3 separate regions of the Mus musculus genome follow, and all the other regions are linked to region 3. A link is a contact called in public ChIA-PET and promoter capture Hi-C data. All regions are on one chromosome and are shown on one strand. Each heading gives the region's core, a stretch centred on a gene start, on an enhancer-like site or on the middle of the called end of the contact. The rest is flanking DNA. Distances are from core to core; before and after follow the strand shown.

Evidence for each region. ChIA-PET counts read pairs in DNA pulled down with a chosen protein or histone mark. Capture Hi-C pulls out chosen DNA fragments and counts their contacts.
Region 1: a promoter capture Hi-C map of adipose tissue shows a contact between it and region 3. The contact joins the promoter of Gramd2 here to the promoter of Hexa in region 3. A contact is called at or near these places in 6 of 39 promoter capture datasets (3T3-L1-derived adipocytes, hematopoietic stem and progenitor cells, liver and 2 more), 1 of 484 Hi-C or Micro-C datasets (neutrophils), 4 of 115 datasets of contacts at active chromatin or transcription factors (the HPC-7 cell line, bone marrow-derived dendritic cells, embryonic stem cells and 1 more) and 4 of 9 other capture datasets (adipose tissue, liver, macrophages and 1 more).
Region 2: a contact with region 3 is called in an RNA polymerase II ChIA-PET map of memory CD8 T cells, with 31 read pairs. The contact joins the enhancer-like site here to the promoter of Hexa in region 3. A contact is called at or near these places in 19 of 39 promoter capture datasets (the 3T3-L1 cell line, 3T3-L1-derived adipocytes, the C10 cell line and 14 more), 1 of 15 datasets of contacts at CTCF or cohesin (the NIH/3T3 cell line), 13 of 484 Hi-C or Micro-C datasets (the AML12 cell line, the C3H10T1/2 cell line, CD8 T cells and 9 more), 18 of 115 datasets of contacts at active chromatin or transcription factors (the NIH/3T3 cell line, bone marrow-derived dendritic cells, bone marrow-derived macrophages and 11 more) and 5 of 9 other capture datasets (adipose tissue, embryonic stem cells, liver and 2 more).

Annotation. Positions count from the first base shown.
Region 1 is chr9:59,678,319-59,681,993 of GRCm38.p6, forward strand. Gramd2 (GRAM domain containing 2) reads left to right here and starts at 1,836. Exons shown (of 12, transcript NM_001379375.1): 1 at 1,836-1,934. The coding sequence starts at 1,894. It overlaps Pkm (pyruvate kinase, muscle), which reads left to right. Exons shown (of 11, transcript NM_011099.4): 11 at 410-1,054. The coding sequence ends at 516.
Region 2 is chr9:59,336,750-59,340,460 of GRCm38.p6, forward strand. It overlaps Bbs4 (Bardet-Biedl syndrome 4 (human)), which reads right to left. Exons shown (of 16, transcript NM_175325.3): 6 at 3,062-3,134. Among named protein-coding and RNA genes, the nearest start is that of Bbs4, 15 kb to the right of the region's middle. Within about 2 kb of position 1,857, at least 13 of the 459 cell types and tissues checked have an H3K27ac peak or open chromatin away from gene starts, as enhancers often do. A contact at or near this core is called in CD8 T cells, the CH12 cell line, memory CD8 T cells and 1 more, where this site is marked.
Region 3 is chr9:59,536,787-59,540,813 of GRCm38.p6, forward strand. It overlaps Hexa (hexosaminidase A), which reads left to right and starts at 2,754. Exons shown (of 14, transcript NM_010421.5): 1 at 2,754-3,190. The coding sequence starts at 2,938. It also overlaps a transcript of Tmem202 not described here.

The DNA.
Region 1 (3,675 bases), core at 586-3,085, 140 kb after region 3:
TTATCACCCAGTTGTAAGATTAGCTGGAGCTACTGTCCTGAGCAGGGTGGGGTTAGAGGGTGGGGAACACAAGCTTTTGTGGCCTTATTCCTATATAGAGACAAGGAGGCAGCTGACCCTGACTCTCTAGAGTATAAACTGAATGGTGTCCAAAGGTCTCTGCATTCTGAGTTCAGCCTCAGCCCTTGTTTAGGCTAGGAGGCTTGCACCATCTTGTGGTGAGAAGAAGTAACTGTCAACCTGCTCCCCTACCCAGACGAGGATTATTAGGGCAGTTATCTGCACCTGCCTTGTTGGATTTGTGTCTGGGTTGGGAAAAGTGCCACTTTGTGTGATCAATTAGGACTGTGGGGCTTTGCAGTTTTCCTCAAGTGTATACCTCTACTCACCAACCTCCTTTTCCCCCCAGGCAAGGCCCGAGGCTTCTTCAAGAAGGGAGATGTGGTCATTGTGCTGACCGGGTGGCGCCCTGGCTCTGGATTCACCAACACCATGCGTGTAGTGCCTGTACCTTGATGGCCCTCTGGAGCCCCTCTTCTAGCCCCTGTCCCTTCCCCTCCCCTATCCTTTCCATTAGGCCAGCAACGCTTGTAGTGCTCACTCTGGGCCATAGTGTGGCGCTGGTGGGCTGGGACACCAGGGAAAATTAATGCCTCTAAAACATGCAATAGAGACCAGCTATTATTCAGGGCCCTACCTGAGCCAGGGGTGGAGGAGGAATGCAGGACTGGAAACCCTGACTTTATCACAGAAGGGCGGCAGCATCTCTGGGCTTTGCTTCTGTAGAAAGTTGTCAGAATTCCCAGCCCTAGCCTGGAGTCAGGAGACAGCAAAAGAGTAGGGGCTGAGGGTGTGGGGCCCAGGGTCCCAGTGTAGATGACGACTTCTGGCCCTGGCCCTGACCTGCTTTCCCAACAGCTTTGGCCTCCCCACTTCTTGTGCACTCCACTTCTGTCACTGCAGACACTCCACTCTCCACCTTGTATTCTGCAGAGTCTCCAGGCCTGTTGCTATAGTGCCCACCTGAATGTCAATAAACAGCAGCTGAAGCACCTGTGTTGTGTTTTGTTTTGTTTTTTTCCGGGGGTTGGTAGTGGTGGTCGAGCCCTGCCCTTTGAGCAATTGAGAATGACAACAGCCAGGAGGCCTGGCCTTGGGTGCTATGGATCCACCAGATAACCTTCAAGCACGGGACCACTGGAGACGCCGGAGACTGAATACTTTGGGAGTATATAAGTTGCCTCCTGCACCAAAGTGCGGCTGTGTATCGGGAAGCTGATCCGTTCTATTTCAGGGCAAATACTAGAAAAGTCTGGGACAGGTTCAGCTAGCACCTAGAATGGTCGAATAGTGGGCTGATCCCTGTGGTAGAGGCCTGTTGAGGGCGCTGTAGGATGAGTCCCTGATTGGATACTTCACAAAACCCTCAGCCTCCATAACAGTTAAGCACAAAGGGTCTCTTGTTTTCCTGTTGCCCTCAGGAATAAGGTACATAGAAACAAGGTGGGACCCTTGTCCCTGGCAACTCCCAACAGCCACCTAGTCAGAGGCTAAGGCCTCTGAAATTGAGATGTTGCAGCACCAAGAGCTCAGGTTAGGTAAGGAGGTTGGAAGGCGGAGTAGAATGAAGAGCCCTGAGGGAACATTTTGATATGAAGTCCCATAATTGAGGACCCAGGCCCTGGTTTCCTCGACCTCACAATTTTGAAGACCTACCTGCAGCTGGGACCCATCAGGGCGGTCTGGGAGCGGGGAAGGCTCCACCAATTGAGCCAGGCTCATTCTGCGCGAGCGGCCAATAGGCGTGTGGGGGCGGGCCTTTCCCGGGGTGGGCGGTCCCCGGAGGGCACTGGGTCTGGCGCACGGCCTCGGGCTCCCGGAGAAGGCGCTGCGATGACCGCCCTGAGCCGTAGCGAGCCTGTCGAGGCGGGCAGGTAAGGGAGGCGTCCCGGGGCTCCAGGTCCAGGAGGCTGCGACGAAGGGCAGGGCGACTCTGGGAATGCCGCGCCTAGGCGCCTTCTGCCTCCCGGCTGGGCACTTCCAACCGCAGAAATTTAGGCTTGGACCCTGCGCCTCCGCCCGGCTGTGAGGTGTGCGAGTCTGGTGCGATGTATCCGATGTGTCTTGGTGGCTTCAGGCGAGCGGAAGGCACGCTCCCTTCTGGAAATCACCTCGTGTCGGCCACCCTCGCGGTCCATTCATTTGTGTTTCATTCATTTCTCGCCATAACGACCCCCCAGTCCCGGTTGTCTCCACACACAGCCTGGCGCTTCCCTGTGGGCCTCTGCAAAATCAGCTCCTCTCCTCTCCTCTCCACTCCCAGCGGGATCTACTCTTAGGAGCACACTCGGCTGCTTCTGAGGCAACGTGGAGCTGTCCCAGCACGACTCGGCCGCACCCCGTGCGCCAGGCCCGGGCGGGCTGGGGCTGGTCTCCAAGCCCAGAGAGCTGGTTCAAAGTCGGCTTGGGAGGAAAGGAAAGTTCTTGCAGGTAGTGGAGAATAAGTGGGGGGAGAGAAGACAGGAGGCGGCATGGCAGATGACATCAAGAATGGTAACTGTGAGCTGGGAGGGTAGGTAGTGTTTACCTAGCATATATAAGGCCTTGGATTTGGTCCTTAGCACTGCATAAAACACATTGGTGATGCACATCTACAATTCCAGCACCGTATGCAAGATGGTTCATGCTTGCTAGCTCCTGGGAAGCTTACATGAGCTGAGATTCAGGGTCATCTTGGACTACATAATGATTTCAGGTCCAGCCCTGGGGAGTTAGGGAATTTAACTTTTGAAGTGGTGCAGATGAGATTATTTAGGGGGAAGATGCGGCCCGTTGATGAAACTGTAAATTCTTGCTCCCACCCAGCCCCAAACCTGCAGGATTGGACATCCCTGGCCAGCCAGGATGGATTGAGGTGGGGCAAATGTGATCTTGTTCCCACATCAACCTTGGTACATAGGGTGATGAGTTAGCACTCAGTCCTCTACGGGCTTGAGGGGGTGGGCTAGCTGTGATCAGCCTTTGTCTCTGGGTTTGCCTCCTTCAACGTACGTATCTGGTTGTGCAAAGGTGTCCTTCCACTCCTAAAGCTGGAAGACAAGAGTCTTGCCAGAAGAGATGGGTAGAGGGTATCGCTCGCCCTGTGGACTGCTCTTCAGTCTCCTCATAAGGCCAGTTAGACTGCAGCATAGAAAGGCATTCTTAGAGTAAAGGTTAGAGTTTGGCAGTCATTAAGGGTGTTCTTAGTGGGGACCTTGGGGCAAGTGAGCAGACCCAGTGGGCAAAGCTGACTGGTTTCACCCCAGCAATTCAGGAGGTGTCTGCTGGGGCCAAGTAGAAAAGGTTTTCTCAGCTTCCCAGAGGGCAAGAAGTTTCTAAATAGTCTGGAAAGGTCAGACTGAGCCTCATCCAGGCCTTACTGTTGGTGCTTGTTTTAAAATTTCAAAACTCGGGTTGGTCCTCAAAACTTTATCTGGGACTAGAAGTGAATATGTTAATTCATTTACTGGGGATGTTCTGGTGACCCCACTAGGGGTGAGGACACAGTATTCAGGGTGGTTTATGCCTGCTAGCCTCCAGGGAGCTAGCTTTCCCATGATCTGCTAGTGCTTGTCAAGGTGACTCCACCCAGCCCTTAAGCTGGCTAAGCTGTTGCTTTGGCTGCTGAGAGACACG
Region 2 (3,711 bases), core at 607-3,106, 200 kb before region 3:
CTTTCCTGGCCTCCAAGCAACAGGCATATATGAGGTACACAGATATTACATAGATAAAGACAGCCAGACACATTTTCTTTTTTACAAATTATAAAATGCAAAAAGAGCAGGCAGACTCTTACGAGATCTAAGTTGTTCTTTACGGTCCATACTTGTCTCCCCTGACCAGTTTTCTTTCACAGCAGCCTAGGATCCAAACACTGTGTCCTTTTCTAAGGAGAAAACCCCCTATAGCCCCTGCTGCGTGGACTACAAGCTGGGAGCTCCACTGTTAAGGAAATCCTGTTTCCCTGCTTCTGGATACCTGGGCCTTTTCTATAAAAATCTGAAATTAGAAGGAGCTCTGGCCAGTGACAACAAGTACTACCTTCCCTAGTGATTCAGGAACCAGTGGTGCCACCTGGAGCCACTGTCATAAATGTGTATCTCTGACACTAATCTGTTGAAATCCATAGCAGAGGGCAGAGGACAAATTCGGTCTTCTTTGTAAAGTTCCTTCCTATGGCTTTTCTACACTAGAACCAGAACTACAGAGCTAAGTACCTCTAGCAGTGTAGAAAGCTGTAAGATTCTCTAAATACATTCAATAACTACATACTAAGTAGTCCTTTACAAAAACAGTTTGCTAACCTCTGACCTGTGTGGAAAAGAAAGATGAATCAAAAGGCCGCAGTAACTACCTGGGCTGCTGCTAACTTCTAATTCCAGTTTACTACAAGACTGACATGTGTCTTCTGGCCTAAGTGTTGTGAAGTCTCTGGAATTCCTTTGTAATAAACTGACTTTATTAGCAGCTTTAGAAAAGAAACCAGGAGTAAGGAGGGTGTTCCTGGAAGGCAAGAGGGCCAAGCACCTGTGAGTGGCAGGGATGCAGCCCTGTCTCAGGAACAGACCACAAAGCTCAGAGAAGCTAGTTTAATGTGTTCCACACCTCCTCAAACAACAAAACAATCAGTGATAGGCTTGATGCCTGTTGTTGTCATATACCTTACTTAAATTCTCTAAGAAATTCGCAGCATCGGTATAGATTTTCCAGTTTTATAGGAAACCAAAGCTCGGGGAAGTTAGTTTCCCTGACACAGAAGGGCCAGTGCTGGGACGCTTTGTCTCCTTTCTTTAGCTGTGTATCCTGACTATGTACACGCAGCGTCACAGACTCATGCACCCGACAGCATCCGATCCAAATAACATAACATTTCACTCATAAGTATTTCAGTACATGTTTCTCAAAGACATGATCTTTAAAAAAAAAAAAAATCAAGGCTAGAGATGGCTCAGCACTTAAGAGCACTGGCTGCTCTTCCACTGGGTTCAGTTCAAAGCACCCACACGGTGACTCACAACCAACCATATGTAACCTCACTTCCAAGAGATCCAACATCCTCTTCTAGCCTCAAAAGCACTTTACACATGTAGGCACACAGACATACATGTAGCCAGAACACTCATACACACAAAATAAATTAAATAAATCTTTGAAAAAGTTGTTTTAAACTTATAATACTATTATCTACCTGAAAAAAAGCAACCCTAAAAACTAGTCTTTGTCTCATGAAGCTCTCACATTCTAAAATTATTTTTTTTCTTAAACCACAATAGAAATAATGTCTACATTACCAAGAACTGTGCCTTCAATTCAAGCCTGTCTCCAAAACTTGTATATATTCCATTTCATCAGGGAATACCACCTTTCTGGCCTTTTAATGCTCTCTACATACACTAGTCCCTAACTCACCCCTGATGAATCTCTGCAGTAGGTGAAACCTGAAAAGAAAGCACCAATACGCCTTAAACAGCTAACAGCGCAGGAAGTATGCAAAGGAAAACAGAACAAGGTGGAGTCAAATCCATCCCTCATAAAAGCCACAAGGCTGCTGAATCTGACAGGAAGTGACAATGAGTGTCGCAGACAGTGAGAGGATGAGAGGAGCTGCTCATCCATCCTCCAGAGACCCAGTCCTCTTTCCCTTCACTACAGCGCCCCACTCCAGTTAGCAAGGACTTTCCAGCCTTCCTTTCAGAGGCTACGGCTGATGAGATACAGCAGAGGTTCCTTTGGGACTCGCTCTTCCTTGCTCTTTGAGCTCCTTTCAATGAATTAATACTTCTGAGCTGCAGCAGGCGCCATTTAACTAACCATGATTAAGTCTCAGCCCTGAAACTCTAGGACCACAAATGAATGCAAAAACCCATGATATGGATTCATGGAGGGGAAAAACTCTTTGTAAAGGCAATGTTTAGTCTGACTTTGTTTTGTACTTACACATAATTCCCAATTTACATAAGTGCATGATGAAAATAGGGGAGATAAGGAAGGTGAATATGATTAAACTATGAAAATGTCACAGTGAAACTCACTGTTTTATACAGTTAATTTACACTAATAAAAAAGAGAAGATGATGAAGGGAAAATAATCAGAAGAGTCACTTAAAGTTTTCATAACACAAAGAAAGTCAAAAGAAACAGCTGCTGACTGCCAAGCAGATAGGGGAAATATGCAAAGTACATATGAAGACATCTGCTGCTGATGCTTACGAACTCCAAATGTACCAACGTGACCTCTAAAGCTCTTGGAAATGACATGGGAAACCACGGCTGGAATCACACCAGTACAAACCTGTCAGCCACACTAACAGCTGCAAAATATAAACCAAAGTCTACAAAGCTACGCAGAAATGCCGTGCTGAGGACAGAATCAAAGACAGTGAACATCTAAGAGCTCTAGCCAAGCCCTAGGCAGTGGCTGAGTACCACTGAGGCAGACCCATCTCTCTGGGTTTGAGGCCAGCCTGCTCTACATAATGCATTTCAGGTCAGCCAGTGCTACACAAATTGAGACCTTATTAAAATAAAAAAAGAGCTGGGGGTGGTGGCACATGCCTTTAATCCCAGCACTTGGGAGGCAGAGGCAGGCGGATTTCTGAGTTCGAGGCCAGCCTGGTTACAAAGTGAGTTCCAGGACAGCCAGGGCTACACAGAGAAACCCTGTCTCGAAAAACAAAAAAATAAAAAATAAAAAAAGAGCTATTTGCTGAGAAAGAAATGCTGTTTCTCACTTACCCAGTCTTTCTGGTTAAGTTTAGCTGCTTCATTATATACTTCAGTGGCAGCTTTGTGTTTTCCCAGAAGAAACCTGTGAAGATAAATTTTCTATAATTATTACTTCCTCAATTCATTACTTTTGGTTTGTTTTTGAGGCAGGTCCTTACGTAATTCCAACTAGCCCCCAATGCACTGTGTGACCAAGGATAACTTGGAACCGGTCCTCATGCCTTCAGCTCCAAGTACTAGGGTTATGGTGTGCACTGCCACACCCAGCTAACCTAAACTCCTGTAGGATTAACTCTACAAATTCACATTTTACACATGTTCCAGAGCTAAAAATTGTATAAGTATTTTTCAAAAAGTTGAGCTGGTTGTATGGGAACGGCAGGGGGCACCATTGCGCCCCAAAAGCAGAAGCTCTTGAGGCAGAGCTTGTGTCAGCGCTGTTCTAAGACAGTAAGGTCATCACACACCAATGTTGGTGGCATTCTTCTGTAACTACTATCTGTATTGTTTTATAAAAGTAGACAGCCGGGCGTGGTGGCGCACACCTTTAATCCCAGCACTTGGGAGGCAGAGGCAGGCGGATTTCTGAGTTCGAGGCCAGCCTGGTCTACAAAGTGAGTTCCAGGACAGCCAGGGCTATACAGAGAAACCCTGTCTCG
Region 3 (4,027 bases), core at 1,504-4,003:
TGGTGGCAGGGAGCATGGTGGCACACTTGGTGCTAGAGCAGTAACTGAGACCTACATCCTGATCCTTGGGCAGCTGGCAGAGAGGAGAGAGAGGAGGAGGGGAGAGAGAGGGGAGAGAAGAGGAGAGGAGGGTGAGGGAAGAGGCGGGGGGAGGGAGAGAAGAGAGAATGGACCTGTCACTCATGGTTTTTGAAACCTCAAAGCCCACCCCCAATGGCACACTTCCTCCAGCAAGGCCACACCTCCAAAGTCTTGTAATCCTTTGACACAGATCCACTCTCTAGTGACCAAGCAGTCAAACATATGAGCCTATGGGGGCCGTTCCCATTCATATCACCATACCCACCCACAATGTAGGTAGCACCTCTCACTGGCTTGGGGTTCTAGACTGAACGAACAGAGGAGAAAGCCAGCTGGGCGTCAGTACACACTGCCTTCACCTTCCTGATGCTGGACTCAGTGTGACTGGCCACGTCAGCCACCTCTCGCTCCTGCTGCATGCTTTCCCCTGTATGATGGACAATACCTCAAACTGTTGGCCAAAACAAACCCTTACTACCTAAGTTGCTGCTGCTGCTGTTGTTGTTTGTTTTTTGTGTGTTTGTCTGTTAGTTTGAGACAGGGTTTCTCAGTGTAGTCTTGATTGTCCTGACGCTCACTCTGCAGACCAGGTTGGCCTCAAAGTCAAGAGATCTGCCTGCTTCTGCTTGCTTCCTGAGTGCTGGGTTTAAAGGTGTGGGCCACCACAGCCTGCCTCCTAAATGGCTCGTGCCAGATGATTTATCACAACAGCAAGACAAGAAAGACACATATCTAGTATAGAGTGAGTGACTCAGTAATTTTTTACTTCAGTCTTAGTTCATGATCCAGCCTCATCCTTCCTCATGCATGAATTTTTTTTCCTAGCCAGATACAGCAGTTCATTAGTGCCTCCCATACTCTTCCACAGATCTCCACTTTGGTTCGCCCATATTAGTCATCCAACATCCACTCATGAAATGTCTGCTCTGTGCCAGGCTCTTCTGGGACCTTGGATCCTTGAGTGAGCACATCATTGTTTCTCCTTGACCGTTGCCTCCCTCCACAGGCTGGTCTCTTCCCTACACACTGAGTCAGGCTGGGCTTGCAAAATCTAACACAAGTGCTTCCTTCATGCACGCACTGGACAAACACAGCTGAACACTTCCTGCCTGCAGAGTCCTGGCTTAGGCAGTAAGGCTACAATGGTCTCATTCACCATGTGGTCTGATGGGGACATGGACAAGCAAAGGGACCAAAAAACGAACCCTGTAAAAGCAATGGAGACAAACCGATGCCTCACACAGCCCTTATCCTCACAGCATACATGCAGGATGACGAGGCTTCCTTGGAGGGTATCAGCCAGGATGCTAGCCTTCCTGAGCCTTATCACCCCAAGAATGGATTGAGTCACCAGTTCATCATCTATTCTATAATCACAGTGTACTTGGTGAAATCCTCTGGTACTCGGGTCTCTGCAACCACCATGGCTGGCAGAGCCGTGATCTGCGGGAATCAAGAAGGTAGTTCAGTTCAACATGACTAAGGAGGAAGGACACACAACATCGCACACAAGCAACACGTATGCCCACATGTTAGCATACACACATGTACTTCCACACACTTAACATGCTGCCCCAAACACAGAGTCCAGAGGCTGGGGGTGTGCTTAGGTTGTAGTACAGACAGTAGAGCATTTGTCTTCCTATCATGCACGAGCCCTGGTTTCAGACCCCATGACTGTGTATCAGGTGTACTAGGCATAATCTACCTGTAAACCTAGCACCCAGGAGATGGACGCTAGAGAGTTTGAAGTTCAAGGTCATCCTCAGCTGTACAGCAGCCAGCCTGGGCTTCATGAGACTCCTAAAGCTTTGTTTTTAAAAGATGACTGCAAGGGCTGGTGAGATGGCTCAGTGGGTAAGAGCACCCGACTGCTCTTCCGAAGGTCCGGAGTTCAAATCCCAGCAACCACATGGTGGCTCACAACCATCCGTAACGCCCTCTTCTGGAGTGTCTGAAGACAGCTACAGTGTACTTACATATAATAAATAAATAAATCTTTAAAAAAAAAGAAAAAAAAAAGATCACTGCAAGCCTTAAGACTATGGTTATGGAAATTGCCATGTTCTGGGATACCAAGTCTAGCACAATTAATGAGCAAAGTGGAAGTTCTCTCTCTTTTCTTCCACTGTTCCTCCTGCTCACTTCAGGGTTGAAGATTGAACCTGCGTTCTCAATCATGCTAATAAAGTTATCTAGCACTGAGCTTCACCTCTAGCTAAGAGAAATTTTCATAAATTCTTCTCAGTTATAGAAGTAAACATGGCTTCTGCACTTACAACAGCAGTCTTTCTGGCTTGACCTACTGAACACTCGGGTTACAGGCTTTTGCTAACACACCGGGTTCTGGCACTCACTAGATAGCCCGCACTGGCCATAGACTTACAGGAATCCTCCTGCCTTTCCCTCACTAATTCTGGTATCACAACTAGGAATCACCACAAACAATTTTTCAACACTTTGGGACGTCTTTCAATTGCTCCATGTTGAGACCCCTGGGGCTGATTACTTAAAGACTGCTCAAGTGCGCTTTCACACAGTTGACACTGCAAATTGGATTCTCATTTTCCTTCTTCCCGTATCCTCCGGGCTAGTTCTCCATGCCCTGGGGCGGTGCCTGTCCCTCCCAGCCCATCCCTTGGGTTTGGGTTACAGAGGCTTGGCCAGGGCGGGGATCGATCCTTCACCGCCCACCCGGTCGGGAGCTGCAGAATCCTTTGCTTACGGATCTCTGAGATCGAGCCCGCCTTGCTTCCCTCCCGTTCACGTGACCCTCCGATTGTCACGCGGGCGCCGCTCAGCTGACCGGGGCTCACGTGGGCTCAGCCTGCTGGAAGGGGAGCTGGCCGGTGGGCCATGGCCGGCTGCAGGCTCTGGGTTTCGCTGCTGCTGGCGGCGGCGTTGGCTTGCTTGGCCACGGCACTGTGGCCGTGGCCCCAGTACATCCAAACCTACCACCGGCGCTACACCCTGTACCCCAACAACTTCCAGTTCCGGTACCATGTCAGTTCGGCCGCGCAGGCGGGCTGCGTCGTCCTCGACGAGGCCTTTCGACGCTACCGTAACCTGCTCTTCGGTTCCGGCTCTTGGCCCCGACCCAGCTTCTCAAGTGAGTCACTGCCCGGTTCTTCCCTCCGAAGGAGCCGCCTTCCGTGCGTGGGTCAGCCCCGGCCCGGCTCCCAGACACCCTCCCGTTGGCCTCTGCACAGCCCAGTCAGTCACCTCCCACGCGTTTCTCCCCTTGCTTTCTCTATCCAGCTAGCTGGCCTCCCCAGCCCAGCCCCTATCCCGAGCACCCCTTCATTGATGTGACTTCTTGGGGTCTCAGTTTATCCCTAATCCTCCTTTTGAGAACTGCATTTAGGTTTTCTTTCTTTCTTTCTTTCTTTCTTTCTTTCTTTCTTTCTTTCTTAAGAAATGCCTACTGTAGGGCCACAGTTCAATCAGGCTGTTAGAATATTGACAATATGTTGGCAATAGACATTTAAAATGATCCTTTATAGAACATGCTCAAGTGGCATAGGGTCCCTGTGAGGCAGTGACCAGGGCTGCAGAACTGAGCCCAGCATGTGTCTGGCACATAACTTGGTTAGTAAAAGTGTGAGAGGAATCAGAACACAAGGCAGAGAGCTTCCGGAGACATAGGCAGACGATTCCAAATCATCTGTTGAAAGTGAAGACCCTGTCATCCCGCAAGGCATCTCCATCATCCTTACTGTTTCCAAAGATCCTCAAAAGAGAAGATGAGCTGCAGGTTTTCGGATTTGGCGTAGACTCTGGTTTGGAGGAAGCTGGAGGAGCAGGGATCTTATAGTCTCAACCCAGACCCCTTCTGTCACAGAGTTGGAAATGGAAAATGCATCTTGAAATAGAGGAGAGACACAGCTAAGGTCAGGCAGCTGGGCTGGGAAGGATTAACCATCAAACCTCTATTCTCTCAGTTGGT